4 separate regions of the Mus musculus genome follow, and regions 2, 3 and 4 are each linked to region 1. Evidence: chromatin contacts called from public HiChIP or PLAC-seq data. All regions are on one chromosome and are shown on one strand. The core of a region is the stretch at or near the end of the contact, and the rest is flanking DNA. Distances in the headings are between cores, read along the strand shown. Region 1 holds the start of Hif1an (hypoxia-inducible factor 1, alpha subunit inhibitor). Region 2 holds the start of Erlin1 (ER lipid raft associated 1). Region 3 has its middle 33 kb from the start of Slf2. Region 4 holds the start of 1700039E22Rik (RIKEN cDNA 1700039E22 gene).

Region 1 (7,423 bases), core at 2,551-5,050:
GACTGTTCAGATAGTTCCTTCCATAACAAATTGCCCTCTTCTCCCCTGAGCATCTTCTCATGTGCATTCAGCCACGATAGATCTTCTCTGGAGAAGTACCTGTTCAAGTCTTTTGTTCATTTTTAACTGAGTTCTATTCTTTATTGTTGAGTCCTGAGAGTTCTTTATGGAACTCTAGATGCAGTTTCCTTACTAGATATATGATCTGTAAAAATTTCCTCTAAGCACACTCTCCTTCCTTTATTCCTTCCTTCCTTCCTCCCTTCCTCCCTTCCCCTTCCCCTTCCTTCCTTCCCCTTCCCCTTCTTCCCCTTCTTCCCCTTTCCCCTTCCCCTTCTTCCCCTTCTTCCCCTTCCCCTTCTTCCCCTTCTTCCCCTTCCCCTTCTTCCCCTTCTTCCCCTTCCCCTTCTTCCCCTTCTTCCCCTTCTTCCCCTTCTTCCCCTTCTTCCCCTTCTTCCCCTTCTTCCCCTTCTTCCCCTTCTTCCCCTTCTTCTTCCCCTTCTTCTTCCCCTTCTTCCCCTTCTTCCCCTTCTTCCCCTTCTTCCCCTTCTTCCCCTTCTTCCCCTTCCCTTCCCTTCCCTTCCCTTCCCTTCCCTTCCCTTCCCTTCCCTTCCCTTCCCTTCCTTCCTCTTGTTGAGATAGAGTCTCCTGTAGAGCAGGCTGCCCTTGGACTTGCTATATAGCTGTGGCTGATCTTGAACCTCCTCTTCTTGTGTCTACCTCCCAAGCCCTGGGGTTTGAGACATGCACTAACGTGGCTGGTTTGTATGGTACTTGGCAGCAAACCCAGGACTTTGTGCATGCAAGCAAGTGTTCTATCAACTGGGATATATCACCATTCCTGTCTTTTTACTGTCTCCATGATGTCCTTCGGTACCCTGCTTTTATCATGGAAAGTATTGTGTTAAAGCTGAAAGAAAGATGAAATTTTAAGACCTGTAAGTCATATAAAGTACTCAGAAATTGCTGGTTGTTTGTGAGCCTAGAGGCTGCCTGGGGCTGAGAAAAAAAGAAAAACCTGGGTATGCCCTGTAGATAAAACATTCCTGGGAACATCTTGACCATTAAGATAAAGAGGAATGTGAGGACATAACAGGGCTATCTGAACTGAGTCAACAACTCACAGAACTCTGAGACCCTGCACGTACATGTAATTTTTCTGCTGATGTTTGAATAAGCCAATAGTGTGTCGCTATGCTGAATTCCACACCCCTGAGCCCCTTACCCCATAAAAACCCCTAGCTTCTGAGCCTCGTGGCCGACATCCGTTATCTCCTGTGTGGGATGCATGTCGGTCTGGAGCTCCATCATTAAACTGCCTCATGTGATTACAGCAAGATGGATTCTCATGTTTCTTTGGGTGCTCTCTCACTCCTGAGACTAGAGTGGGGGGGTCCCGAAAGGGGGTCTTACAAAAGCCTGTCAAAAGACTACTCTAAAGCTGGGCAGTGGTGGCTCATGCCCTTAATCACAGCGCTCAGGAGGCAGAAGCAGGAGGTACCCTGGACAGCTTGGTCTACAGAGCAAGTTCCAGGACAGCCCAGGCTGTAGGCATTCCAAAAATAAATCCCATTTAGTTATAGTATGTAAACTTTTTTGTATGGTGCTAGATTTGTTTCGCTAGGGACTTTTGTATGTCTGTTCATAAGGGATATTTTCTCGCTTTCTCATCTTGATATCTGGGTAATGCTGGCCTCATAGGATGAATGGGGAAGTCTTCCCTCCTCCTCTGTGTCTGAAGGATTGTTAGTAATTCTGTTCTAAGTGTTTGGTAGGACTCATCAATGATCCACATTGTTTTGGGCTTTTCTTTATGGGATTAATAAAAAATCCCTAATGTAGTTTTGATATGGGTCCAATTAGATTTTTCTTGAATTAGTTATTATAGTTGGTGTTTTTTACAGGAATTCCTCGATTTCATCTAGAGTCTCTATTTTTAATGTTCACTTGCTGATAGTATCTTATATATTGCTTTTTATATTTGTAAAGTCAGTGTTATGTTCCTGCATTCATTCCTGATTTTAATAATATGAATTTCTAGGTCTGGTTTATTTTTAATTTTCAAGGCTATAAATTAAAAAAAAAAATCAACATTGCAGATAAAATCTTGACTGCTGCCAAACCCCTTCATGGAGATAACCCTGTTATCAACTTGTTATATCATAGTGACTATGTAGCTTAAGTATATAACTAAGACAGAAGTATTAATTTCTATTGCTGCATATTCAGTTAAATTTTGTTTTAGTGTTCTTTAAACAAGTCATAAAATTAGCAGCCCAAACAACACCTACTTAATATCTCACATTTGTCATGAGTATTGGTTCTGGTTAGTCAGGTCCACAGCTCAGGGTCTCACCAGTGTGAAACCAAGGCCTATGCCATGACATCTGAGGCTCTGAATCCTTTTATAAGCATAGCAGTTATTGGTCAAATTCAATTACTTGAATTTATAGGGCTACACTTCCCATATTTTTGTTGGCTATTAGCCAATAGTCTTTCTCAGCTTGTAAAGAATTCACTTGTCATTTTCTGAAATATATGCATATATATGTGTGTGTGTATATGAATATACATATATATTCAAGGCAAACCAGAGAGCATGTATTATGGATTCAAATCCCCAAGCCTTTTGTCTCTAACTAATGTTTCCAGATTTAAAGGGCTAGAGAGATAATGTCTGCCCTACTCAAGATAAGTCTCCATTTTGATGACCTCAAATTTGACTGGTTAGGGACTTTGACTACATATTTGCCATATAATGTTACCTAACTACAGGGACACCACCCTGTCATAGATGCAGTTCCTACTGTCATTTTAAGGGGAGAGACTTAAATAGGATATGTACACCATGGGATGACAATCTTGGCCTCCTGTAGGTATTCATTAGAATGGTCCAGTAAGGGCTGGCGAGACTGCTCAGCGGGTAAGAGCACTGACTGCTCTTCCAAAGTTCCTGAGTTCAAATCCCAGCAACCACCCATAGTGAGATCTGACGCTGTCTTCTGGTGCATCTGAAGTCAGCTACAGTGTACTTATGTATAATATTAAATAAATCTTTTAAAAAAAAAGAATAGTCTAGTAAGCAAACAAAACAATTAATACCTTCTCTTATAACCAGTATGTATTGTTGGAAAATGTGAATATCTGTGGTTGCATAACATTGGTCTCATTGCAAGATTAGATTTAAGTAGGTGAGATAGTGCTATATGCAGAAAAATCAAATAATACTGAACAAAAATGGATTTTATATTACTTTTTTTTTTTTTTAAAGGGATGGTGGTTTGCTGTGTTATTCAGACTGGCTCTGAACTCTTGGATTCAAGTGGTCTTCCTGCTTCAGCGTCTGGAGTAATTGGAACTATAAGCCCTTGATCTTCTCTAGATTCTGAATGAATTCAGTTTGTCCTTAATCATCTGTCTAAGCCTTCAGGACAGCTTTACCCAAGGTCTATGTGCTAACTGATTTTTCTAGTGATTTCTTAAGTGGATCTAAGCGTTGGCTTCTCTCCCCACCCGAGAGAGTAAAGCTTAAAGCTTAATTACACTTGCCTCCGTCTTTGCCTCTGTAGGCTTGAACATAGGGAGGCAGCAATATTTCGTGGGCTTGTTTGTCCCTTTTCTAAGGAACTAAGCGAGTCGGCCTTATGGAGCCTAGACTGTAGTCCTGCAGGTCACCGCTAGGGAGCGCTCCTTCAACCTAGGCGCCCACCTACTTAAAAGGTCTCGATCGGTTTCTCTTGCAGTCCATCTCTATGGTGTTCGTTGTTGTTGCTTCCGGAAAGGGCGGAGCTTTCACTTCCGGCGGGGCCGTCCCTAGAGTAGAGATGGCGGCGACGGCAGCCGAGGTTGCGGCCTCTGGCTCTGGAGAGGCCCGGGAAGAAGCCGAAGCTCCGGGTCCCGCCTGGGATGAGTCCCAGCTACGAAGTTACAGCTTTCCGACCAGGCCCATCCCACGTCTGAGCCAGAGTGACCCTCGGGCGGAAGAGCTCATCGAAAATGAGGTGGGGGGCGGGGCTGCTGCTGAAGGGGGTGGAGGAAGGGACCCGGTTAGCGGAGAGGTGGCACACTGATCAGATTGTGGACAGAGGCTTGAGAGGCGGGAAAGGGAGATGCTACGTCAGGAGAGAGTGACAGGAGACACTGTTGTGAATTTGACAAGTACAGATATCGTCGAGAAGAACATATTAGCGCCTTGGAATTACTTCATTGATTTTTTTTTTTGATGTTTTTGCTTAGGAGCCAGTGGTGCTGACCGACACAAACCTTGTGTATCCTGCACTGAAGTGGGACCTCGAATACCTGCAAGAGAATATTGGCAACGGAGATTTCTCTGTGTACAGTGCCAGCACCCATAAGTTCTTATACTATGATGAGAAGAAGATGGGCAATTTCCAGAACTTTAAGCCAAGGTCCAACAGGGAGGAAATTAAATTTCATGAGTTCGTTGAGAAACTACAAGCTATACAGCAGCGCGGGGGAGAAGAGCGGTAAGTTGCCCCGTCAGTAGAACCAGGGCATCCGCTTTCCTGTACTTGTTTGAAGGTGTGGTGGAGTTGGGTAAGAAGAGATTGGCACCTCCAAGCCTCTGGGTTCCACGAGTGAATATTCTGCTCTGCGCTTTGAGTTCTTGATGGTTCTTTTTAGCTTAGTGGATGAGGGCAGCATTAGCCTTGAACTGTGAGTCCAATTTCCTGTCTTTGGTAGTTAGAGTGACAGTTGTTTTGCAGGGTCAGTCAGACGAAAGAAAGGCTTTGACCGTGCCTATGTGGAACTTATACTAGCCTGATAGCATATGTCCAGTTAAATCATTGTGCGGTTCTGTTTGGGAGGGCTGTCCCAGGGTTCGAAAATTTCAAGCTCAAAATGGAAGATTTTTACTTAAGATCTTTTGATTTCTTGAAAAAAAAAAAAAGATTGTGTTTTATGTGTGCAGGTGTTTGTATTTAGTTGCTATTGTTTTGGGGGGGGCGGGGCAGGGACTCACTCTGGAGCTCTTAACTGGACTGGCTGGAACTTGCCATATAGACTAGGCTTGCCTCAAACTCGATAAGATCCTCTTGCCTCTGCCTTGAGTGCTGAGATTAAAGTGTTTACCTGTTTGCCTTGCACACCATGTGTATTTAATGCCTGTAGAGGGCAGAAGGCATTCCATTCTCTGCAAAGGAGTTACAAATAGTTGTTAACTGCCAAGTGGGTCCTGGGAACCGAGCCATGTGGGTCCCAGTCTCCTACTGCAGCTGTTACCCGATGAACCATCTCTGCAGCCCTTTTGACATTTAAAGCGCGCACGCGCGCGCGCGCACACACACACACACACACACACACACGCACACGCATGTGCACAGAGTAAGGCAATAATTGCTTGTTGGATTTAGCCCTGAAATTGACAGTCTTGATTCTCAAATACTTTTCTGGCTAGGGACAAAAAGTTGAGCCGTCCTTTATGATTTGGGTTGGGGGTATCAGGATCCTCTAGCTTTGGGAAGGTCAGAACACATTGCTTGATACACTGTTCTATTGGTCCAAAATCATTTGGAAGAGTGATTCTTCCTTTTTGTTTTTATTTCCACTTCTGAGGACCGCCCAGTTATATAGGTTCCAGACAGCAGTCAGTCCCACATTATAAAATTGTCCCTGGAGAATTGCTTTCGCTGAGTCCTTGACAGTGAATGACTGTCCCACATTTGGTGGCCATATCTGGAGTACTCTGTAGCCTCCTATCTTGATTCTCTTTCTGGCTTCCTAGCATCAGAATGTAACTAAGTGAATAGATTTTAAAGGTCTGGGCCAATGAGGTAGCTCATTGGCTAAATGTGCTAAGTGCCAAGCCCGACAGCTGGAGTTAATCTCCAAGACCACCATGGTGGAAGAAGAGAACCAGCTCTCACAAGTTGTCCTGTGACCTTACATGCATACTAGGAGAGATTCTGAGCTTTTATAACTCAGTTGTAATAGGCATATGGTTTAGATTTGTGGCTTACTTTTTTTTTTTTTTTTTTTTTTTTTTTTTTTGGTAAGTAGGTGTGTTATACCTGGCAGGGTGGTGCACGTGTGTAATCGTAGCACTCAGGAAGTGGAAGCCGAAGAATGAGGGATTCAGGGCCAGCCTCTCTTACCCTGAGAGAGCCCACCTAGGAGGTTCCTTGTAGCTAGGTTTTTCCAAGTTACTGAGATCTCTAATTAATGTTGCCGTAACTGTTAGGACTTTAAGGCAGGGAAGTCCCTTCTTTTCACTCAGACATGCTTGGCCTGGGTCACATCATCTTGTCTATTCCTGACACGAATTGTCCCAGTAGTTACAATCTGGAATTTTGCAGTTTGGATGTAGCAAAGGGAAAAACAGGATAGTGTGGACTATTTCCTAAAATCAGACTTGGAAGCAACACAGTCCCTCTGTGACATTGTATCAGTCCAACCAAGGTCTCTTACAAAGGAGGCAGCTGGTGGGCAGTGTTAGAATCAGCCACAGCAGTCATCAGGGGCCAAAGGAGGTGGAGGTGGATCAGGTCCTGAAAGGAGTCTGGTTCATCATAGACTTTGTAGACAGGCTTCCAGGGAACTTGTGTGAAATACCCATATGCGTGGATCTTGTTCATGAAACCTTGATTCTTAGGTAGTCTGTATTGTGGTCCAGAGGGTGAAGAATCGCGTCTTTGAAGAGCTTGTTGTGGAGCAGAGCTCAGACACGGAGAAAGAATTCAGCTCTGTGACTACTGTTCAACCTCTTGCCATGGAGATGCTAGTAACAGCCTTGAGTTCCCGACGTGGGCACTACCAGGGACTGCTCACCCATACTGATGGGAGTTTTCTCTTGGGGAATGTAGGTTGTATCTGCAGCAGACACTCAATGACACCGTGGGGAGGAAGATTGTCATGGACTTCTTGGGTTTTAACTGGAACTGGATCAATAAACAGCAGGGGAAACGCGGCTGGGGGCAGCTGACCTCTAACCTGTTGCTCATTGGCATGGAAGGTAAGAAATGCTTCCAGAAGCATGGCTTTGTACCACGCAAACCTGATTTCTAATCCTGTCTCCACTACTTAGTAGCCATATGACTGGAAACTAGGCCCTGGACTTTTTAATGCTTCAGCGTCCTCATCCGCAAAAGGAACAAGCTAGCATAGTATAAGTAGCTACATAGTATAAGTAGCTACCGCAGTTGAATGAGGTAATGTATAACGTAAGTCATTTGGATAGTGGCGTGCAGTCTTGAGGAAGTTCTCTTCCTCTCTCAGTGGTGCTGTGAGCACGATGCCAAGATAGGGAGGTCTCTCTGAAACACTGCCTCGTTCCATTGAAGTACAGGGTGTAGAGGGATCTATTCCTGTACAAATGGAAACTTGTTTTAAAAAGACAGGTTCTCACTAGGTAGCTCTGGCTGGAACTCAGTATATAGAATAGACCAGAGTGGCCTTGAATTCA
Region 2 (7,423 bases), core at 3,281-5,780, 490 kb before region 1:
TCCTACCATGTGTTATTCAGCTTAGGAGTGAGGGTGAAGAAAACCAGCTAGGAAGCTAAAGAAGTAACTTGTCTAGGGTAACAAAACTGGAAGACACCAGTCCTGGAGTCATAACAAAGGAAGGAGTGATCATTGGCTGAACGTACAATTCCAGCACAGAAAGAAGAAAATGTAATTCTTTGGTTGAGAGATTAGCATGATGGTAAGATTAGAGATAATTCTGGATAAAGTGACAGGAGAAGGCTAATAATCAAGTTCAGTATATTTTATTTCTTTTAAAACATTAAACTAAGGCAATTTTCATTATTCTGTATCAACTTTCAAATAAAAAACTAGGAATTAAACAATAACTTTTCAATTTAATATCCTATATACTGCTATACATCTAATTCTTTCCCAAATATGAGAGAAATATTACATTGGCACACATGTGTAACCACAGCCTTACGGAGACGGCATTGTGAATTTGACTTTAGCCTGTACAAATGCTAGGACAGCCTTGGCTACACAGTGGGCCCTGCCTCAAAAACCACAAGAGAGAAACAGTTAGTCCACATTTACTTTGTAAATTTATAAAAACTGAAGGTTTTAATATAAGCTTTGTTTCTGTACTTGTATGTGGCATTTCACATTAATGAATATTAGTTCCTTCGAGTATTATGTGAAACCATTTGTTTAAATAGAGCTGCATCCTCTAATGTTCCCTAAATTCCAAAATGTAAATTTATGACTCTGCTTAAGAAGAGTTCCTTAGAAGGGTTTTGTTAATGTAATTTTTGCTTAGAATGCTGCCTTCTTTGTTTTTTTTTTTTTTTGTAAAAAAAGAACATTCCTATTTTGTAACACTGCCTGTAACATTTAACTTTTAAGTAATTAATAATCAAAACAGAAAATTATGATAGTTTAGGTTGAAATCTTTTTATTAATTTCACTTATTTCTGATGATCACACAGCATATTTGCTATATACAAATGGTTAAAATCTATTTACTATTATTGCCTATATCTACTTCATGTTACTGCTGCACCATGTTGCTTAACAGTGGGTTTCAGGAAGGCAGACAGATTTGCCTGGCTCTGAACAAGATCTAAGAAGGAGCCCAGGCTCTCAGTCTGATGATGCCACTGGTAACTTTGGGACTGTCAAGAACTGCTGGTACGCTACGGTCAGAAGAGAGAAACTGGGATGAGCCTAAAACAGGCCAGCAAGACACAGGCGGCACAGGAAGGCACAGGGAATGAAGTAGACATCAGCAACCGATGATCAGAAAATGGGTACAAAGTACCAGTCACTGGGCACATCTGTCACACCAAAACATTTAGAAAGAGTAATATAAAATAATTGTTCTAAGGGAAAAGGTTTTATAACCTAAAACATTTCTCTTTTTTCTTTTGTTTAAAAATATATCAATTCATTCTATTACAGTGATACTAAGTGTTAATTGTATTGCTATACATAAGATACGGTTTTAAAAAAGAACCTTCAAAAGTGTGAGTCAAATATGGGAAGCCAATCTGGAAATCATTGTGACTAGAAAAAGAACCCGGGCCTCACCACGTTCACCAGCTTCGCCAGGCCTCACTTTAATAGGCACAATACTTCCGTAAGCCATTGAGAAGGGACAGAAAAGAAACCAAGGAGAACTGGCTATTCACAGTTGCTCTCACTTAGCACAAAACTGAAGGCTAACATGAGAATATGAATAATACCGACTTCTCCTGTTTCCTGAAAACTCTGCAGCAGATTTGAAATAAAACTGAATTCAAACATTTATGATCCCACTGAGGTTACAGAATCAGCGAGAACCCAATCCTGCTCTGCATTCTTGTGATGTCAGAGTTATTTATTAAGTACGGCCTAGGACCATGATACTTTTTGCAAGAACGAGATTTGTATTTCAAACATTCTGAAACACTGTCAAAGTACCACATTCATTCAGGTGCCTCATAAATTTGCATTTAATTTACCAAGCAAAAATGTGAGGCTGAAAAGCTGTGTATTGAAATGTATTCCTCCATGTTAGCAGTAGGCTGGGAGCCTGCCTCTGTAGAAACCAAACAGTTCTAAACCAAGGTATCACTAATTTGTATTCCTAATTGTGTTTTCAATTCTTCTTTTGTTTTGACTTCAGTAACAGAAAACCTGCTAATACCATTAGCCAGAAGGCAGTCTTGGCAAGGCAGTTTGACATCATGACTTGTGCTGTGACAGTTGTACTATGAACTTTCACTTCCCATCTGAGTAAATACCAACGTTTGCTTAAGCAATAAGGAACTCCGTCTCCACCCACCAGTGCGGTAACTCCTGTCACACCTGTCTATCTGGAATCCCTAGGAGTCACTCACCTGCACAGATCTGAATGTTGTAATGAAAGGCAACATGATATGATAGCCTGGTCCACTGGGGCTCGTTAGCAAAGCTCCTCCCCTGCAAAAAGACGTTCCAGTTGACAAAACTGTTCGGATCTCTTTTCAACTTAAAATGCTATAACAAACATTCACTCATATTCATGTTACTAACCTACTACCCTCACAACAGAGTGACTCAACAACTGCTACTTCAAACATCCATCACATTTAAAAGTGTGAAAATGCATCCAAGTCCACTGCCAATATTGCACCCTGTTTCATAAGCTCCACCAACCACACCTCTGCGTCTCTAGCACTGCTCTTGGGTTCAAAAGATCCTCTCTGGTCTTTAGTTTGCCGATAAATACTTATGGAAAAAATTCTAATGACTCTCAATTAATGACACATAACAAGAGACAAATCAAAACAATACATTTAATCGCTAAGTTTAAAAAAGGAAAAAACCAAACTTTCAAGGAAGAAGAAACTTTCTGAGGCTAATGGTTCTTTCAATACATGAGTCCAATCCTAGGGGGATGGTTTCTGTCTAAAGGTAACAAAAACCTAGCATGGAAAGACAGACAGCGAAAGGGTTGAGTTGACAGCTGAGAGAGGGGCTTGTTTATCAAACTCTGTAGTATGTGAACGGTGAAAGCACCCCCTGCAAATTTGGGACAAATACAACACAAAGTCCTACTTTACACAACGAATAGTAAGTTCCCACAACATTCATCCTTGTCCTAAGTCATAACTCAAAAGATGAACCTTTGCAGGTTCATTAGTCATTTTTTTTGGAGTGGTATCTCCGTATGTTCTCTTCGTGGTTTTCCTGTCAGAAGGACAGTGATAAACTGGATGGAAATGTGGTCCAGGCTGGTATTTCTTATGCTAGAACTCCATCTGTTAAGACATACCACCAAAAGTATGTATTTTCTAGGATTCTGGACTGATCTAAAAGTAGAAATACCAGTTTAGGGGGCATGATGGAAATATTCAAAAATCTGCTTGTTTCAGAATAAACCACTATCCCAAGTTGTCCACAAACTGGCTTCTCTTCCCAGCTTATACCACGAGGACCTGGTGGGAAGTTAGACTTGATTTATGCCAAATCAGGTGGATGGCAACTGAGTCCACACTCTTTTTCACCTTGACTTGAAAAAAAAAAAGTGAGAAAAGTGGCCTGCAAATGTGGTTTTTGTCTCTTGGCCTTTAGGGATATATGACATTGCTCTGGTCATGAAGACTTTGGGGGACATAACCAGACAATGGGAGATTTTTTAATGAAGAAGAAAAAACCCAACTTAGTGTTGGGGAGAACTGTCTTTATGTAAGACAGAGATCCGGAAAAAATCCACAGCGGCAAACTAAACACCTGTGCAGTTGTGCGGACTATGAGAAGTCATCTCGGTTGCAGTGACTACTTCCGTGCCCCCTAAGGTGTCTTCAATTCTGTACAGAACGAACTTGGCACTAAACTGCCCCGACAACGGAAAAGTGCCCCGCCAAAGGTTAACTCCCGGCAGCTGGGATGAAACCACTTCCCAGGCAGGGCTGGAAGCAGCTCCCCTGACGCCGCGGAAAAGAGCAACTTCCCAGACTTCGCTGTGACCCATTGGACCCTTCCACTGTGCTTCTAGAACCATCGCGGGCTGCACAGGGCGGCGCTCACCTGTAGTACACGGCCAAGTGTCCCTCTTCGATCTTGTGGATGGAGGCGTACAGGAGGATCGCCACCAACCCCACCACTGCAGCCACCAGAAGCCGGGCTTGAGTCATATTCATCCTTGTTCCTCCTGAGCATGGGGAGAAGAGGAACCTCAGTCCGTTGAGTGACAGGCCAGTCCCCACCCAGGGAAGAGCCCGCGTACGGTCGCGGGCGGCTGAGGCGGGAAGCCCCGCGCTCCGGCCCCGGGCTCTCTCTCTCTCTCTCTCAGCTAAGCGCTCCCCTCGCCAACCCCCTGCGCGGGTGCCCCCGGCTCGGCGTACGTCGTGACACCTCTTCCCCGACTCCCCAAGCGTTAGGTCCCGACTGAGGGCGGCCTTGATCGCAGGCACTCGGAGGACCGCGACCCCCGAGCCTCGCCTCACCGGTCAGTGACGCATCGCCCCCGCCCGCACGTGCAGCCGCCACCCGGCCCCGCCAACTGCTGCCAACAGCCGGCCCCGCCCACCTGCCCGGTACTGCGGCTGCGCGGGGACGCAGGCGACGCAGCCCCCGCCCGCGACTCGCGAGACGGTGCGCGGGCGGGACAAAATTGGCCCCGGGTGCGCGCACAGTGTAGTGATTCTAAGTGCCCAGACGAGGACCAAGTCTCCTGGGGTGGGTCACTCGGACAGACGCTGGTTGAGGCATGCTAGTGCACAGGACCAGCCCCTCAGTGTAGGAGTTGTTCCTGCATCCTTTTGTGGTTCGTCCCTAGTCCAACTGGCAAGCACATTCTCCAGGTACACACCCTGCACTAGGGAAACTACCAGACCAGTCTCAAGGAATCAGGGGTTCGAGTTCAGAAGAGGAAGCTATTCAACCAGAATTAACCATTCAGACTTGGCCTGAATATTTATTTTGTGCCAGAATGCTACACCAGAGTGCTTTCTGAAAGCCACCCAGAAACAGGATCAGAATGATATATGTATGTTGAATGTGGAGGTCGGGATTGTCTTGTAGGCCAAAATGAGTAGTGAACGCTTGAGTTTTCATGACGGCGATAAGGTTGAAAGGAGTTGTATGGCAAGATAGGCTAGAACCAGATTTACAAAGTCTAGGATCCATTTTTCTGCTGATAGAGAAAATGTATGACAAGAAGACAGTGACTTCATTTATGGCTGTTAGGCCTGCATGCATGTCAGTCACTATCTGTGTGCCTGGTGCCCTCAGCAGTCACAAGAGGGCATTGAATCCCGTGGAACCAGAGTTAAAGGCTGTTGTGAACTGCCACATCGGTGCTGGGAATCGACCTTTTTTTTTTTTCACTGTATTTTAACATTCTATACCACGTGGACCTGGTGAGATAGCTCAGTGGGTAGAGGAGTTTGTGAACTCCTGAGGACTTCATTTTCACCCTAGACCTCACACAGAAGTGAAAAGCAGAGAACTGACTCCACAAGTTGTCCTCTGATCTCCACACATAAAGGTCCATGCCCCACACCACACACCAACACACACAATAATTAATAATCATAAAAGGTTTAGGGAATAAACCCACACCATGTGCATGTATTACAAAACAAAAACTAAAAGGAAAGGGTAGAGTTTAGAGATATAGGGACACATGGGAAATAAGGGCATTCTATTTCACTAAGGGCAGAGACAACTAGAAAAGGTTAACAAGGTTGGAAGGATTACCAAACTCCTGTGCAGGAAAATACCAGAAAGCAGTGCTTTTGGGGCATTGTATCTGTAACTGGCTGAGAGTGAAGACAGACAGGAAACTGGGAAACGGATATACAACAGCAAATACAAGGTTATGTATGATGCTAGTAACAAAGAGAATGACAGGCAAGAGAATCAATTCAGGCCTTTGTAAGAGCAAATCTAGCCACACCCCTTCAATACATGCACTAACCTGTATCGTGCATTTGATTTTTATTACCACGGAATGTATGGGACCTTGTTTGTTGCAGACCAATATTACAGTTTAGCTATTTTCATCTCCTCTGGTCCCCTTTGTTGGTATTCTGTCTAAGCTCCACTCTTACAGTTCCTGGCAGCAGCCACATATGCTCCCCCACCACCCCCCAGTTACCTGGCAACAGCCAGGTAGGCGTGGCCCCATAAAAGGGGCTGCTTGGCTCCTCCTCTCACTCTTAAGCTCTTGCCTCTCTTACCTCTTGCCTCCTTGTTTCCCATCCCGTTCCCCTGCCCCCCTCCAGGTGGCCATGGCCTGTCCCTACTTCTCTACTCTCTGCCATTCTCTGCCTCTACTACCCTCTTAACTCCCCTCCCCGTGCCCTAAATAAACTCTATTCTATACTATATTGGTGTGTGTCTGGTCCCTCAGGGGGAGGGGATGCCTTGGCAATGGGCCCGCTGAGGCACCCCCTTCCCCAACATTGTGCCAGAACATATTCTTATAGCTCTTTCTCTTTTTATGATCACAACACCCTTCCCCTGCCAAAAAAAAGCAGGTCGTGGAAGCACATGCCTGAAATCCCAGCCGGGAAGTGGAGGCAGGAAGAGTGAGTTTCAGGCCAGCCTGTCTCAGAAACAAAACAGAAAGAGAAAAAGAAGCTGCAGATAGAGATTAGCAGTAGAGCTCTCACCCAGTACCATGCTGGGCTTGATGGGAGAGTTGGGGGCACAAACTTGGTTTGGTCTAGTATCTGTGCTTTCCGAGTTTATTCTTCGTTCCTCGTAATGTTGCCTATAGAATAAAGTATATACAGTTGATAACTTATGATTTTAATTCTGAAAGTTGCTACTGAACAAAAAATAAGAGTGGTTTACTAATTTTTCAGAAGTAGGTTTGGGGTGATCTTATATTTTCTGCTTCATATCAACCTGTCTAAATCATGTAGATTAGAAGGTCCTAACATCACTTGTGTTCCATCAAAATAAACCTCCAAATCTGGCAAATCCTTGTGCCAATGATTGTGATAGTTAAAAACAAATGCATGATTTCTGGGAAAAAAAAAACTTACACATTAAGACTCCATTATTGAATTGTCAGTTTTAACTTTCGTGAGGCGGTGCACGCACTCCTGAGAGGGAGGCAGAGGACGGAGTGTTAATAAAGTTTGAAGCTAGCCTGGTCTACATAGGGAGTTCTAGGCTGCCCAGTGAGATCCTGTTTTAAAACAACAGAAATAAAACCAGAAGTTCTTCTGACCTTTGCATATAGGTTAATATCTTCTGAGCAAATAGCACCCAATGAATGTTTTTTTTTATTATTATTAAGAGTCTCTAGACTCTAGAGCTAATGAACGGAGAGTTTGCCTATCATTCAGCTGACAGGGATGGAATTACCATCTGTAAAGAAACCTTGACACCTGATGATTTAAAAGACAGAAGATAGCCATGTACATAGATGTACAAGACAGCCATGTATGCTACACACCCGTAGCTAAGACTTGGGAGA
Region 3 (7,423 bases), core at 3,432-5,931, 340 kb after region 1:
CACTCCCTCAGAGGCATCCACTTCTGATAAGGGAGAGACACCAAGATGGCAAATACCCACACAGTACGGCCTTGTCTTCCTTCTCTTTCTTCTATCTCTGCCTTCTTTGTGTTTCCTTCTGATGTTGTTCAGAAAGCTGCTGGTTGATGGGAAATTGGAGACCTTCCTAAGAAGAAAACTGGGAAGACCAAGGCATCTGGACAGACGCTCATATGCTGAGGTGAAGGCAGGGGAGCCAACTCCACCGGACAGCTCCGTTGCAGACCTATTTCCCCACCAATAGAGGTTTGACTGAGTCGTTTCTTCGCCCACTCCTCTCGGCCTCTCTCTACCATTTTAAAAAGTCTCATGTAACTCCAGGCTAGCCTGGAGCTCCCTATGTAGTCCAGGCTGAACTCAAACTTCAGGTGATCCTCCTGCCTCAGCCTCTTGAGTGAAGGGATTATAGGATCATGGGCATAAGTCAACAGTGCCAACTAGAGCAAGAACAGTTCTAAGGCCTTCCAGATCTGAATTTGTCTATGCAGACACAAATACTCAAAACATCAGCCACAAATACAGGTAACCCCAAAGCTGGCATTTTGAGTTTTGTTTGGTTTCTTTTTTTTTTTTTTAATTTAAGTGGTAGACTAAAACATAAACGTTGTACCTATTAATGTGCGGTATTAGTGTTCAGTACATGAATGTGCTGCAAAAAAAAAATGTTTAAATGCATGTTTATTTTCTCAAAAAGTTATCAATTCTATATAATGAAAAAGTGTAAAAAGTGTTCTAGTTTTTAAATGGGCTATATGTACATGTATGTATATATATGTATATGTATATGTATATGTATATGTATATGTATATGTATATGTATATGTATATGTATATATGTATATGTAATTATTATTGGTATTCTCCTTAACCTTTTAGGATGGCCTGAAGACACACATGCATGTGTGAATGTACACACAGAGATACGCACACACACAGTGGGGTAAAGAATACTTTTCCTCAAGCTCCCTACCTTTCCCAGAGCAAGATGCCAAGGAGTCTCAGAAACTCACCTCCACCCCCCCAATCCTCCCAGCCACCCCCACTCCCCATCTGGCTCAAAAAAGTCAGGAGCATGTAAGAGATACAAAGTCAAGAGTTTGGAGAGGGAGAAGTTGAAGCTGAGGTCGGCGCCAATCTCCCTGCTTCCTTCCAGCCTTTGCAGGACAAGAGCCATTTGTATGGCCTGGCACTGACATCTTGTGGCCACCCGTAAGGATTGCAGGCATCTCAATGAGGTACTTGGTCCGGTACAGAGGAGAGCTTGGTCAGGACTACAGGTCCCATCCCTGGAAGCTTTCCCCCATGCTTAGCTGCCAGAAAATACACAGGAGGCTGGCAAGTACCTCCTGGAGATTCAGGTGACAGGTCTGGAGGCTACCATGCGGAAAGGCTTCACTTGATAGCAAAAAGGGCCAGAGAAAGTGGGTGCTTAAGGGAACTTCAATCTATGGCAGAGACAGAACTGTGACCTTCTGTAGCCTCCACCTGACACTGCGCCAGGAGCTGAAGCTGAGCGGGTAGATGTGGCTTTCCCTAGGTAATCTTGCCAGAAAGAAGAGACCCAGCCCTGGCTTCTCCATCCATGTCCACACTGCAGGGGAGTATTTACTCTGCTTTCAACCCTAACCTGTTGCAGAGTGAGACAGGAAGGCATGTCTTCGTCCTGACAGAGCCTCTACCCTTGAGAAACAAGAAGATTCAGCTCCTTGCCAGTGCTTCATCCCTAGGAACAATGGAAGCTGCCAGTTATCACAGCCTTCCATTCAAAGCACTAGTCTGGAAGTCTAAAGGGAAGCTGGCTTCCATCGCCAGCCTAAGGCTGGTGAGAGAGCTGAGGCAGAAAGCTGGAGTCAGTAGGTTCCCTGGAGCCAGCCTCCTCCATTCAGCGGAGATCTAAAGTAGGGACAGAGGTAGCCATGACTGGAGCAAGGTCTGACCAGGGACTCCAGAACCCGTGCCTCCTCCTATTCCCCAGACACACCTACCACCTCTTAAACCAAGTCCCGGGCACCTAAAAAGTAACAAACCACACACGGGCAAAGGCCATGAGTTCCCAGCCGCAGAACCCTGGAGGTGCTGGGGTGATGAGTTTGTTATAAATTACAGACTCATTAAGAGAAGGTGTGAAGGGCTCAGTAACAGCTTTCGGGGGCCATCTTTTCGATTTCTTGTTCAGTTTGTTTATTGCAATTGTTCCTGTCTCATAAGCTTATTGCAAAACCAATAAAAATGATCTATTCCGAGAGGGGAACTGCTCTTTTGACTAGTAAGCTGCCACTTAGTAGTAGACCCCAGCCTTCCCCCTTCCCAATGGCTGCAGCTCTAGCCTGGTTGACCAGCTGTCTCCTGCCGCGGGGTCAGCAGAGGGTGCCAGATTCCTCCTCACCAGAAACTGTGTCCACCTGCCATGAAGCCACCCTAGGCTAGCCTCCGGCCTCCAACCTGGCCCCATCACACCAAGGACTGTGTACCCCAGCCCTCCAGCTCAGCTCAGTTAAAAGGGGATGGGAGGCCAGAACAGGATCCAAGGACAGTCACGGGAGCTTAGAATTTCACGTGGAATTTTGCTGTTTCCACACTGTGCCTCGGTGAACCTGAAGCATGCGTATCCTTGAAAACTAGTGGGATTAGCAGGAAGGCCTGCAGACGTTCCCTAAGGTCAGAAGCCCCAGCTTTGACCTTGACAGAACCAAAGTCATCCAAGTCGAAATTAAGATAACAGAGATAGAAACCCTCAGCTGAGCCAAGCCGTAGTGAAGCACGCCTTTAATCCCAGTTCTCAGGAGGCAGAGGCAGAGGCATCCTGGTCTACAGAGCAAGTTCAGGATACCCAGAGCTACACAGAGAAACACAAACCCTGTCTCAAAAAGAGAAAGCGAGAGAGCGAGAGAGAAGAGAAGAGAAGAGAAGAGAAGAGAAGAGAAGAGAAGAGAAGAGAAGAGAAGAGAAGAGGACCTCTGTCCTAAGGCAATTGGTTTTCCCCATACTCCAGTTTCAGAAATGATATCTGTTGCACTTGGTGACTATAATAGTCTGACACATCCTGGCTTTCCCTGTATTGCTGATGTTACGGTGCGGGGAGTGGGGCAGGATAGAGGAGGCTCAGGGAAAACCTAAAAGATCTGCACAGCCTCACACAGAACTCCACAATGTCAGGTGGGAGACTTGTAAGGTCTTTGTCCCCCATTCTTTTCTGCCTCAAATACAGAACCAAGGTCAGACCTGAAGTGACTTGGCCAAGGTCCCATAGTCAGTGGCAGAGCTAGAAGGGGGACCCAAGGTAACCAGCCTTTGACTCCTGGTTCTTTACAAAACTCTGCTATCTTCTACATCCCGCTTATGTCAAAGAGTATGGTGTCCTTCGCCAAGTCGCTGCAGCCACCACAGCCCCCAGGCTGACCTTCCCTCCCACCAAGGAGGACAAGCTTGTTCTCTCTAGAGCAAGATTGGTCTCTTTCCCCAAGGCCAATGCACTGGCGCTCCCCCAGGGCCTGGAAGAGGGAATACACGTTGGGAGAAGCATTTGAACTTTCTCTTCTACTCCAGGGAGATAGCAGAGGCTGACCATTCTTTATCTATTTGGAGGACAAGGAGTGAAGGGGAGGCAGAGCATCTCAAGGACTTGCTGTATCTTCAGAGAGTCCCAGTAATGTTGTCCCTTGATCGCTGTGAATGTGTTTATACCAAAAACACTTCAAATAACCTTTACTCTGTGTCAGTATTCTTCTAAGCATATTACGGATTCATTTGCTAATTATATTTTATGTAAATGTAAGCTGGGCATGGTGGCACATGTCTGTAATACTATCATATAGGAGGCAGAGGCAGGAGTGTCAGGAGTTCAAGGTATGCCTTAAACTACCTAGGAAGTCCCAGGCCAACCCTGGCCCCATGGCAGAAATAACTAGTATGTGTGCATCAAACCATTCTGTCCCCTGGAACTCAGTGTGTGTGGGCCTGTGAAGGGGGCTGGGGACAGAGGACAATGACAGGCCTCCTATTCTATCACTCTCTAACTTACTCCCTGAGACAGGATCTCTCTCTCTCACTGAGACTAACTGCTGGGCTGGGGGCCAGAAAGCCCCAGTGAGGGCCTGGAGAGCTACCTCAGGAGAGGAGAGTGCTTTCTACTTTTGCAGGGTTCAATTTGCAGCACCCACAAATGTAGTTCAATTTCAGGGGCTCTGATGCCTCTGGGTTGGATGTCTTCACCTGCTTCAGAGTCTTCAGCTGCTCTCCGCAGGCAGGAACATGGTGCATGGTCATCCTCGCAGGCAATCGCTCACACAAGCACACCTCCGCAATCTTCCTGTTTCTTCCCCATACACATACCTGGGGTGCTGGGGTTGCATCGGTGCTATGGGTGGCTTTTTTCCTGTGGGTTCTGCATATTTGAAACCATCAGTCTCCCCAACCCAATCTGGCCCCCTCTTTTAACCTTAGATTCTCTTTGCCTCTTGTTCTTGTGCCTGGAATACATTTGCATCTCTTCCGTGGGTGTTTATTGTCAGTTTGCTTCCTAGACTAAAATATTGACCCTGCAGAGATGGGGTGAGGGAAATTCCCTCTGCCTCCACGTTAGCCTGATGGATAAGAGCCAGAGGGTTTGGCTTTCAGTTCCTGCTCAACCAGATCCTAGCTGTGAGGCCTGGGGCAAGCTGTTTACACTCTGACTCAGTGGGACTAATAACAGTATCTACTTCAGAAGAGTACGAGGCTTTAGTAACTTAATCAAATGATATAGAATTACTTTATAAATTAATATTTAATCTCAATCCTCCTGTCTCAGCCTCCCTACTGATCAGATTTCACAAGAGTGCTCCCCCTCCCCCATGCCTTTGTGAAATTTTTAGACCTCACATGAAAGAATGGGGGGGAGGGGGCTTGAGGCTCCTGGCTGATGACAGCATGAGCTATCCAAGAGGGGGGGTGGGCGCTGAAAGCTGTTGCTCTAACAGGCAAGTAAGAATGTCTCAGGTAATAGCCCTCTCAAGAATGTGTGACATCCTGGGGCTGGAGTGTGAACCTCGACCTCTCTTAGGGCCAGATAAGGCAGATAACTTGTGTTCTGTGGATTTCCTCTCTCGATGCAAAGTGCCCCAGAGAAAGACTGAAGTTCAGAGTTCGTTTTCTGTCCTGCTAAGCCTCCAAAGGCCTGGTGGGAAAATATCTACATAGCAGGCTTTGGAAAGGCACATTCCCACGGCCTGGGAATCTTCTCTTTACAGCCAGTACAAGGACTGGGGGCTTCCTGTGATAGGGAGGAAGATTCTAAACATTCCAAAGAGATATGATGTCCTTTGAGTCAGCACAACTCTTGTTTACCACAATCTGGGTCACCCCTGCCCTTGGCTTCTTTGAAGAGCATGTTTCTGCTTGAGATAGGCAGCCCGGACCACAGATAGCTCCCATACCATCCCTATTTAGAGGCTTTCTGCCGGGCTCTGGGAGCTAGGGGTGAGGGGTGTGGTGCCAAGAACCCACGGCCCCCTGGCTCCCTCCCACACAGCAGCCCGCACTGACATCTCTGAGGCCTTTGATTAAAGAGACAAGTGACTTTGCCCATTCTATTGATCAGAATAAATTACTAGGAACTAATTTATGGGCCTCCCCACGGCCGATGACATGGTGGATTGTGCGCTATTGGTCAGTAAATTGGATTGTCAGGCTAGATTATTGGTTCGTATACAGTTATCTCTCATAGCAATATCAGGCAGCTCAGGTAGAGGAGTGAAATCCTTTCTCTGCTGCCAGCCTGCCAGGATGTCAGGCAGGAGGCCTTCTCCTTGGCTGCTGGGGAAGGGCGGGGAGGGGAGAGGAGGAGAGGGGAGGAGAGTTGAGCGAGGCCTCTGTGCAGGATGCTTATTAATTAGTGCAGCATCACAGCATTAAAAGAACATTAGTGTGGAATCGTCTGCAGAGTGATGGGGAAATGACATTGTGGGCCTCCTCCTGATTCTCCAGCTATGGCTCTGTTGGGTAGAAGCAGGGAGGGGGTTGATGAGCAGACAGGGGGATGGGAAAGATAAAGGGTGAGGGGCAAAAAGGGCCACGGGGAGGGGAAGGGAGAGGAAAGGCCATATTTGCTGGGAGTTGCAAGCAGAGCGGATCTGCTAAGTGCCAGCGTCGCTGAGCCACGCTGGGGAAATGGAGCTGCCGTTCTGCTCAGTACATCACAGCCAACGATGAAAAGTTCTGGAGCTGGGATTTCTCAGGCAATTTGGCCAGTGATGCATGGGGCAGTAGATCCTCGCGCACTCTTCCGTGCTTCTGCCAAGCCAGCAATAACAAAAACTTATTTTTTGCCAGGGAAACGGATATGAGTCAGGCAGGCCCATCAGGAGTAAGGGGGGCTTTACCACGCCACTGCGATTTGTACCGCTCCACTGTTTCCCCGAGCTCTAAAGACCTGCCAGGAGGAGACAAAGGCGAGACAATTTCGAGTTCATAGTCCTGTGTCCTCGAAGCATAACAGCGTGCCATAGATGGGGACATTCTGGGCCTGTGGGTTGCAAAGTCAGCGGTCTTTCCTTCGAGCCCACTGAGGAGGGGGGAAGTGGGGTGAGGGGGGTGAGCTGGGGTGCAGCTACAGATTCCCGGAAAAGGTTCACCCCCAACTCCAACCTCCCAAAAGCATGGCAGAAGGAGCCCAGAGTGCAAGAAGGGACCGGAAGAGGATGACAAGCAGGAAGGAATTTGGAGTATCAATCTAGCCATGATTAATGAAAGCATTACTATTTCCAGTTAAGACCATCTGTGCCCTCTCATCATCACGGACTGCCAGGGTCTTTCCCACCCACCCAGACCCTGAGCTATCCAGTCCCTGAAGGGTGGGATTGGAAACCCCACTTAGCTCCCTCCCTCCCTCCCTCCCTCTCCTTCTCCCTCCCTTTCCCCCTCCCCTCCTCTCTTCATGAGCCCTGAGGAGGCCTGTACCTCCTCTGAGGCATGATCAGGAACACAAGCAACCTGTTCCCTGAGCTTCAGGCCCCAGGGCAAACAGTCCTGACTTTAGCTATCACTCATTGGACACTGCCAGTGACCCAGTAAGTAAACTCCCCGTGGGGCAGAGACCCAGGGTTCCCAGCTTGCTTGAGCTACCCCCCACACACACACCCGCCCCCCAAAAATGCCCGGAGGAGGTCTCATTAGTAGCTACAAAGACATCAATATATTTCCTCTTCTTGGTGCTGTTCAGCATGCTGATTTGAGAGAAGAGACTCACACCTTGAACTGAAAATATTCTACACATTCCAAAAGGTACAGGCTTCAAAGGTGAAAACCCCTGGCTAAGCCTCTGGGTGTCTTTTATGCCTACCCCCATCACTCTGCTCTCTGGAAGTTAAACTGTGGTGCCTGAAGAGATGGCACACTGGGTAACCGC
Region 4 (7,423 bases), core at 3,656-6,155, 270 kb after region 1:
TGTTTGAAAATGAAAACCTCGGCATGAAGCAGCAGACCTGATAATGCATGTTGTCAATCATAGAACACGGATGTCATGGAAACCTGAAAGAAACTTCCAAGATGAGTAGAAGGATGGGGGATGTTGAGGCTTGAACTGGAAGAAAACTATAAGTAAGACAAGGAAAGGTCACATCAGAGCATGGGCATTTTACATGGGGAGGTCAAAACAGCCAGTAGTGAGAAGCCGAGGTGGGCACAGACCAGGAGGGTACTGAGTGTCTGCAGGGTTTCCATCTAAGCTGCAGCCTACAGGGAATCAATGGCAGTGTTTATAAGGAGGTGGTCCTGTGAAAGCAATGTGTCCAAAGGGCTAGCGGATGCGTTTCAGACTGGTAAGAGGGAAGAATGTAGAGGCAGGAACACAAGCAAAGAAAAACCACTGCAGCAAGCCAAAGGCTGATACTCTGGAGTCAAACTATAAATGTGACAGGAAAACAGAGATGAACCTAAGAGAGGTAGCAGAGGAGAGTCGACTGCACATCGGAAGGGACAGGGGAGGAAGGCTGTGTCTAGGGCTCTGAAGTTCTAGATGTGTCTTCAAAAGGACCGGGCTTCTGATGGAGGAGCAGACAGTCTGCCTTTATTCCTCCTGAGTTTGAGGTGACAATTGGTCAGCTCCTGAGGATGCTCACATGGTGGACAGAAATGGAAAAGCCTGAGCTGTCCCTCTGTCCTCTTAGAGAAGGATGACTCTTTCAGGTGTGTTGGGATGGAGGTGAGAAAGCGCATGTATCTGAGGAGTGAAGTAGGCGATGTCTTCACATGGACAGTGGTGGAGAGACGCTATGGAATATAGAAGAGTCCCATGGACCTGACCATGATTAGGACCCAACTTAGCGGGGGTGGGGCGGGGAAAAGAACTAGGGGAGGTGTGCATAGTGCACTAGGGGAGGTGTGCATAGTGAACAAGGGAGATGCACATAGTGAACTAGGAGAGGTGTGCACATAGTGAACTAGGGAGGTGTGCATAGTGAACTAGGGGAGATGCACATAGTGAACTAGGGGAGGTGTGCACATAGTGAACTAGGGAGGTATACACAGTGCTATGACGTCCTCCAGCCACACCTTGCTTTCTTGGGGACAGATGGAGGTATAAGGAGCAGAATGGTTGTCTGGTGAGGAAGACAGGGGGATCTGCAGCAGAATCATGGGCCCCAGAAGAGGCTAGGCTCTAGTGTATGGGTGGGGAAGGTAGGAGGGAGCCAATGCTGTCCATGAAGACTGGAGTATGCTAGGAGGGGCAGAGAAGGAAGGGAAGCCTGTCACATGCAGCCATGTTCCAGAAGCAAAGCCTTGGTGCGGCTCTAATGTTGGCTCCCTTTGCCTCCCCCCTCACCCTGCTCCTGGCAAGGAAAGTCCTGCCTCCCATGCCCTGGGCTCTGTGTAATAGAGGCTCTGTATAATAGAGGTCTAGTCTCCAGGGAGGCTGCTGGTAGGGGGAGCAAAATTTTGCTCATTGGAACTTCGTCTGATCTGCTTATCCTCAAAGTTCCTGCTTCACTTCAGAGATGGTTTTCTATCGTGTAAATGCTACAATCATAGCAAAATAGCCCAAGGGTTAGTCCCTTGTCCTCCAGACCTAACGGGCTCAGCATCTACTGTTCCACTCAGAATAAAGAAAGCACCTACCCTCATAGAAGATGGTAATGGGGTATCTTCAAAGCCTGAAGGAAAGACAGGGGTTTGGGAAGAGGAGATGTAGAGGAGAGTAGACATGACAGAGGTCCACCAGAACAATCATAGCTGAGCATCTATAGAGAAAGAATAAAACCAGGTCATCTCCACCCATCTCCATCTGGGTTGAGGCTGTTGGAGATACAGACAAGGGCAAACACACAATGCACAGATACACAATGAGCAATATAAAACAGAGGTGTGCATACACACACACACACACACACACACACACACACACACACACACACACACACACGTAGACATTTGGATCCATATCCAGGCACTCAGGAGTCCGAATGCCTGAGTGCTCATCTCCTTCCTCTCTAAGAGCATCCTCTCCCTAGAGCATCCCAGAGCGAGCTGAGGCAGGCCCCTCTCTTCTAGGCCTCACTCCTTCCCCTTTGTGTTTTTCCAGGTCGTGATATGACGAGCACCACTCTACCTGGTTACCCCCCTCATGTGCCCCCCACTGGCCAGGGAAGCTACCCTACCTCCACCCTGGCAGGAATGGTGCCTGGTAGGTGACAATGCTGTAGATGTCTCATCTGGGTGGGGTTAACTAAATTGTGGGAGAGCTGCTAGTGGACTGTAATCTGTGGCTGGGAGTCGGGGGTTGGGGGGGGGGGGAGAACCAACAAGCCATTGTTCTGCAAACCATTGTCCTTCTATGGCCATAGCTGACTCTTTAGAAGCAATGCAAGGAGGAAGCATACAGAAATGTTCCCTTGTCAACACAGCTTTAGGTTATAGCCCTTCCTCAGCACCCATCCGTCCAAGTCTATGCCTAACTCAGCTAGCTGACACTGCCTGGAAGAGCCTGCCCTGGTTTCCATGGAAACTTGGAACCAAGGACCATTTTCAGGGGCATGGCAGTCATTCAGACAAAGCCATGCTGGTCTACACCAAGCCAGGGGAGGAGACCACTGTGGAGAACCAATCCCAATCTAGAGAGAAGGAAGCTAGTCTCAAAGTGGACAGGAGGGAACCAGAGAGATGTTAGCTTCAGAGAAAAATTAGCTACAACAACTCCACATGTCTTCAGAGGACCCAGGTCCTCTGTGCTCCTCTGAATCTCTAGTGTACCCTTTTGCTGAGAGGCACTGGACTTGGGTTTGGGGTTCAGGAAGCAGCCTGGTGGCTGTCCTCTCTAACCTTCACCCCAAATGAGAGTGGCTTAAAGTCAAAGAGAGTTGAAGTTTGGTGTTGAAACACCAAAATCTCTCACCTTAAGGTGGCTAAGACTCTCCCAGCCTGTAGTCCACTGTCTCTGGAGCCCTTTTGTATGCCCCACTCCTCAAGTTCAACCCTCACTGGTAGAGGGAGAAAGAGAGGACAGAAAGCTGGATTGGCCTTATTCATCAAGGCACGGCCCTGAGTAAGGGTTGAGAAACTGGGGAGCCCGTTACAGCCTGTTAAGAGAATAGGGCTGACTGAGAGAAGTTGGAGGTGCGGATGAAGGGATTGGGGCTCACACTTGGGAGAAGGCAAGTAGAAGCTGTTGGTGGGGGAGCAAGGGATGGCTCTGGAAGAAGATCCCAGCAGTGAGCAGGTGGAGGCTGGAGGAGGTCTTAGGGAGGTGGGGTGGTGGTGGTGAGGAAAGAGTGGGGAGGTGGGGGGTGGGGAGTCTACAGGGAGGTAGGGATGAGGGGAGCCGCAGAGAGCTCATGGTGGCAAGGGGGGAGTCGTTAAACAGAATCTAGTGCTGATGAGGAAATTACACTTGTTTCATTAGCGATGGGGAAGGAGATAGCTCAGTTCCTCTTGGTCACAGTTGAGCTCAGAAGCTCATTATCCTGCTGCACGCATGCTTTCCCTCCTCGTCAATAAACAGGCTTTCCAGTGGCTGCATCCCCCACCCCCACCCAGCTCCTTCTTGGAGTGGGGCCCCTTCTCCTCTACTTAACCCGCGGTTAGGGATCACTGTAAACAGTCTGGGGTCATCACACAGGAGAAAGGGCCAGGGGGGAAACCCATAGGCCTGGCCTTTCTCCTCCTGGAGGGAGGGAGGTAGCTCCCGAAGGCTCCCAACCCACTGTGCCCTCCACTGCTCACTGCTCCTGAGCCTGCGAGCAGTCCAGTGGATTCCCGCAGTTCACTTCCCCAGTTACGTGGCCCTTGTACTGAACCTCAGGAGGGAAAAGTGGGAGGGGTTATTTCCCAGGAGGGCACCACCACTACCACCTGCCTAGCTTTGGCACAGCTCTGAGATGCCATTCTTAGGGCTTTCTGGGACAAAGTGTCCCAGGGGCCTTCCTGCTCCACCTTCCCCCTCTCTCATGCTGTAGAATCCCTAAAGCCAGTGTCCACTGTAAAAGCTCTCAGCTCCCAATTTACTTAAGTGGGAGCAGCCAGACCAAGACCAAACCCTTCCTGGGCAGCGATCTCTTGCAGGAGAGCCCAGGCACAAACCCGCCCACAGATTCCCTCCATGCCTAGGTGTGCAGGGATCTGGCTGCTACTTGTCTATGGTGGCTGTCCCCATGCAGAGCTCGGAGTGTGTGGATTACCTGGCCTCTGGCCTGCTCCCAGGGGCCCTATCCCTGCTTGAAACACCCAAGACTGGGACTAGTGAGGACAGGACAGAAGAGGCCAACTGGACACGTTGAACGCCTCTAATTCCAGTTCCCCGCCCTCCCACAGGGAGCGAGTTCTCAGGCAACCCATACAGCCATCCCCAGTACACCGCCTACAATGAGGCTTGGAGATTCAGCAACCCCGCCTTACTAAGTGAGTACGCCACCTGGCAGGCCGGCGGCTCCCAAGGTCGCCTACCCGCTCGCCAGCTCGGGCGCGCAGGCTGCTTCGGGATACGGATCCCACTCAGGACCACCCCAATTCTGGGTACCCGGATGGGCCAGGGAGACAGGCCCATTAGAGCAGCGCCGGGTCCTGGGGATACCACCAGGACGCCTGCGCCTCCAGCCTCTTCCCTCCCCTACCTCTTGATCACTGGAGGGCTCTTAGCCAACAGTGGCCGTCGGACCCCTTGGGGGATCCGCAGCCGGGTGTCACCTGTCCTGTCCCTCTCCCGCCCTGTGGATGCAGCACTACTCCTGGGCATCTGGCCTCGGGGCCGAGCCACAGTCCTCCAGGCCTGATCCCGCTGGACCCGGGGAGGGCTTTTCTTTGCTTTTCTTTCCTTTTTTGTTCTCCTGTTTGTCCTCTCACCCAGCCCATTCTTCTCCTGTGTTAACTTCCAGGTTCCCCTTATTATTATAGTGCCGCCCCCCGGGGCTCCGCCCCTGCCGCTGCTGCCGCTGCCTATGACCGCCACTAGTTACCGCGGGGACCACATCAAGCTTCAGGCAGACAGCTTCGGCCTCCACATCGTCCCCGTCTGACCGCCCACCCCAGAGGGAGGGAGGACCGAAGCGACGCGCTGCCTCTCGGCCACCGTCCCTGTCCCACCCCCACCTCGAGACATCCTCCCCCAAGCCCCGCAGCCCTTCTCATCACCCTGTCGATGGCCAGACAGGACAGGTGGAGCCGCGGGTGGGACCCTCAGGCCCCAGCCCCGCCCGTCGCCCCTCCCCGCCTGCCTGGACCGCGGCGCCGTCCGGAAGCCCGCCCGCCTCTGGCCCGCGCGCCGTTTCTGTGACACACAATCAGCGTGGCCCACCCAGGGGCAGCCCACTTCGGACGCCCGGGAGTCGGGAGGCTTCGCTGGAGAAGCTGAGCAAGGGAAGCTAAGGAAAGGACTTTGTGCTGAAGGAGGAGCCGCCGGGGAGACCCTAGGGGGGAAATCCTGCCCCATCCCCCCTGTGCCTGCCAAGCTGACCCCGCCTTCTGTCTGCGCCCCGCCCCAGACGGTGGCACTGGGACGCAAGGGTCGGACTCGAGGGACAGCGTTTGGGGCGACAGCGTTTTCCAAGGCTGGTACCCAAGGCGAGCAGACGCCAACTGAGCTCATCCACCTGAACTGCCTAGTTCCCTTGGGCCTGCGATCTCCTTCTGCAGTGACTCTCCTCTCGGCCCCGCCTTGCCCTTACGTCAGCGCCTCTTCCACCTGCTGGCCTCTCACTTTTCCCTCCTGTGCTTCCTCGGCTCATCCCACGACACCTTGTGTTTGGTCCCAAGCACGCAGCCACGTCGGGGCCACCGCGGGAACCGTGTCCTCAGGCTGCGGCTGCGAGCATTGATCTTTTCCCATCAGTAATGCGCTGCCCACCCCCACCCTCCCATCCCAAACTCCCAACCTGCGGGCGCAAAAAGCCTGGAAGGAACTGACGACCGAGCCGCCCCAGATGAAAATCCGGGTCTCCCCGCCCCATTCCCCCCAAGCACCCCCTCCCCAGCCTTCCCTTGGGCAGGAGCTGAACAGAGCCTCAAAAAAAAAAAAAAGTCTACACTTATTTAATATGATGATGGTCTTTGCAAAAATGAACAAACAAAAACCCAACAGGCTGCTTTATAGAAAGACGGTGTGTGCTGTCGAGGCGAACCTCTCTCTGTACATAGCCCCTCCCTCTCTGCCCCGCCCCTCCGGGTACCATAGAGTCCCTGTCCTCCCGCCCCCCCCCCGCCCCCCTGCCTGTAGATACACCCTTCTGTCCGTGCTGTGAGAGTCGCCGCTCGCTGGGGGGAGGGAGGGGGGACACAGCTACATGCCCACTAAAGCACAGCACGTCCTGGGGGAGGGGGGCATTTTTTTACGTTACAAAAAAAAATTATGAAAGAAATCTCTATGCAAAATGACGAACATGGTCCCGTGGACACCTCTCGCCTGTTTTGTTGACTGTTTCTCTGTAATTCCGTGTTCATCGCCCTGCATCTCTCCCACTTCATCTCCCTTTTCTCTGCTACTCTCGACCCCTCTGTGTCTCTTTCTCTTCTTCACTTGTCTCTGTCTCGGTCCGTTCTGCCCCAGGCCTCCAAGGCTACATCTAAGATGGCAGAACCAACCTCGGGGCTTGGCCCCTTGTGGCCATGCCCCACGTGCCCGACCAGGCCACCCTGCCCCACCCCACCCTGTAGTTGCTCTCTCGGTAGCGGCGATGCTCCCTGCATGTCTCCTCAACCGTGGATCGTGACGACCCGAAATAACAGAAACAAAGTAAATAAAAGTGAAAAAAAAATAAGTAAATAAATAAATAAATAAAAATCCTTGAACAAATCCGAAAAGGCTTGGAGTCCTAGCCCAGAGTGCGCTTTCCTTCGAGCCATTTTATTTGAAAAGGAAAGCGAGAAAAGTGAACAATCTAAGGGAACTGCCGGCGCCCGACCGTGCTCCAGTGGCTGGAGCTGGATGGCGAGGGCAACGAGGTCCCAGCTTCGAGGCCCAGCCTGACCCAGTCTTGTGTGGAGCTGGCCGCGCTCCAGGAGTGCGGAATCCAGGAGAAGGCTTAGCCTTCCACAAGTCCCGGCTCCTCCGCCACTTTCAACGTGTCGGTTCGTTTTGATTATTTTTCCTTTCTTTCTCTCTTTCCTTCTTTCTTTTTTCTTTCTTTCTCTTTTCTTTCTTTTTTTGTGCACATGATAAATAATAATAAAAATAATAATAAAATTTTGTATGTCACTCCCCATGGCTCCAGGTTTGTCTCTCCCTGCCTCTGGAATAGGTCTGTCCTCGCACTGGTAAACCCTCGATAAGTCAAGGATCCAGCTCCGTTTCCACTGCGACCTCCTCTAAATTCTTGACCTAAGCTCCCCTGGACTGAAGCTGAACTCTGACAACAGTCCGGAGAAGGCTGTCCCTCAGCGCTACC

What was found. HiChIP or PLAC-seq counts read pairs in DNA pulled down with a chosen protein or histone mark.
Region 2: an HNF4G HiChIP or PLAC-seq map of pancreatic cancer cells shows a contact between it and region 1. The contact joins the promoter of Erlin1 here to the promoter of Hif1an in region 1. A contact is called at or near these places in 2 of 39 promoter capture datasets (cranial neural crest and neural stem cells), 3 of 484 Hi-C or Micro-C datasets (B cells and regulatory T cells), 6 of 115 datasets of contacts at active chromatin or transcription factors (the 230-238 cell line, bone marrow-derived macrophages, large pre-B cells and 3 more) and 2 of 9 other capture datasets (adipose tissue and embryonic stem cells).
Region 3: a contact with region 1 is called in an H3K27ac HiChIP or PLAC-seq map of trophoblast stem cells, with 7 times the contacts expected there. The contact joins the enhancer-like site here to the promoter of Hif1an in region 1. A contact is called at or near these places in 29 of 39 promoter capture datasets (the 3T3-L1 cell line, 3T3-L1-derived adipocytes, the C10 cell line and 17 more), 1 of 15 datasets of contacts at CTCF or cohesin (embryonic stem cells), 28 of 484 Hi-C or Micro-C datasets (the 63-12 cell line, B cells, the G1E-ER4 cell line and 21 more), 49 of 115 datasets of contacts at active chromatin or transcription factors (the 230-238 cell line, the HPC-7 cell line, the NIH/3T3 cell line and 32 more) and 5 of 9 other capture datasets (adipose tissue, embryonic stem cells, liver and 2 more).
Region 4: an H3K27ac HiChIP or PLAC-seq map of epiblast stem cells shows a contact between it and region 1. The contact joins the promoter of 1700039E22Rik here to the promoter of Hif1an in region 1. A contact is called at or near these places in 13 of 39 promoter capture datasets (the 3T3-L1 cell line, the C10 cell line, HPC-7-derived erythroid cells and 8 more), 1 of 15 datasets of contacts at CTCF or cohesin (the NIH/3T3 cell line), 3 of 484 Hi-C or Micro-C datasets (the AML12 cell line, embryonic stem cells and gonadal supporting cells), 16 of 115 datasets of contacts at active chromatin or transcription factors (the NIH/3T3 cell line, T-cell acute lymphoblastic leukemia, embryonic basal ganglia and 9 more) and 2 of 9 other capture datasets (embryonic stem cells and liver).

Annotation. Positions count from the first base shown.
Region 1 is chr19:44,559,054-44,566,476 of GRCm38.p6, forward strand. Hif1an (hypoxia-inducible factor 1, alpha subunit inhibitor) reads left to right here and starts at 3,801. Exons shown (of 8, transcript NM_176958.3): 1 at 3,801-4,001; 2 at 4,237-4,487; 3 at 6,825-6,973. The coding sequence starts at 3,825.
Region 2 is chr19:44,065,255-44,072,677 of GRCm38.p6, forward strand. Erlin1 (ER lipid raft associated 1) reads right to left here and starts at 4,531. Exons shown (of 12, transcript NM_001164360.1): 1 at 4,437-4,531; 2 at 4,018-4,141; 3 at 2,346-2,427. The coding sequence starts at 4,130.
Region 3 is chr19:44,894,225-44,901,647 of GRCm38.p6, forward strand. No RefSeq gene overlaps it. Among named protein-coding and RNA genes, the nearest start is that of Slf2, 33 kb to the right of the region's middle. Within about 2 kb of position 4,682, at least 39 of the 459 cell types and tissues checked have an H3K27ac peak or open chromatin away from gene starts, as enhancers often do. A contact at or near this core is called in Sertoli cells, extraembryonic endoderm stem cells, liver and 2 more, where this site is marked.
Region 4 is chr19:44,831,033-44,838,455 of GRCm38.p6, forward strand. 1700039E22Rik (RIKEN cDNA 1700039E22 gene) reads right to left here and starts at 4,906. Exons shown (of 3, transcript NR_045315.1): 1 at 4,459-4,906; 2 at 1,671-1,792. It overlaps Pax2 (paired box 2), which reads left to right. Exons shown (of 10, transcript NM_001368747.1): 8 at 2,134-2,235; 9 at 4,359-4,445; 10 at 4,938-7,237. The coding sequence ends at 5,059.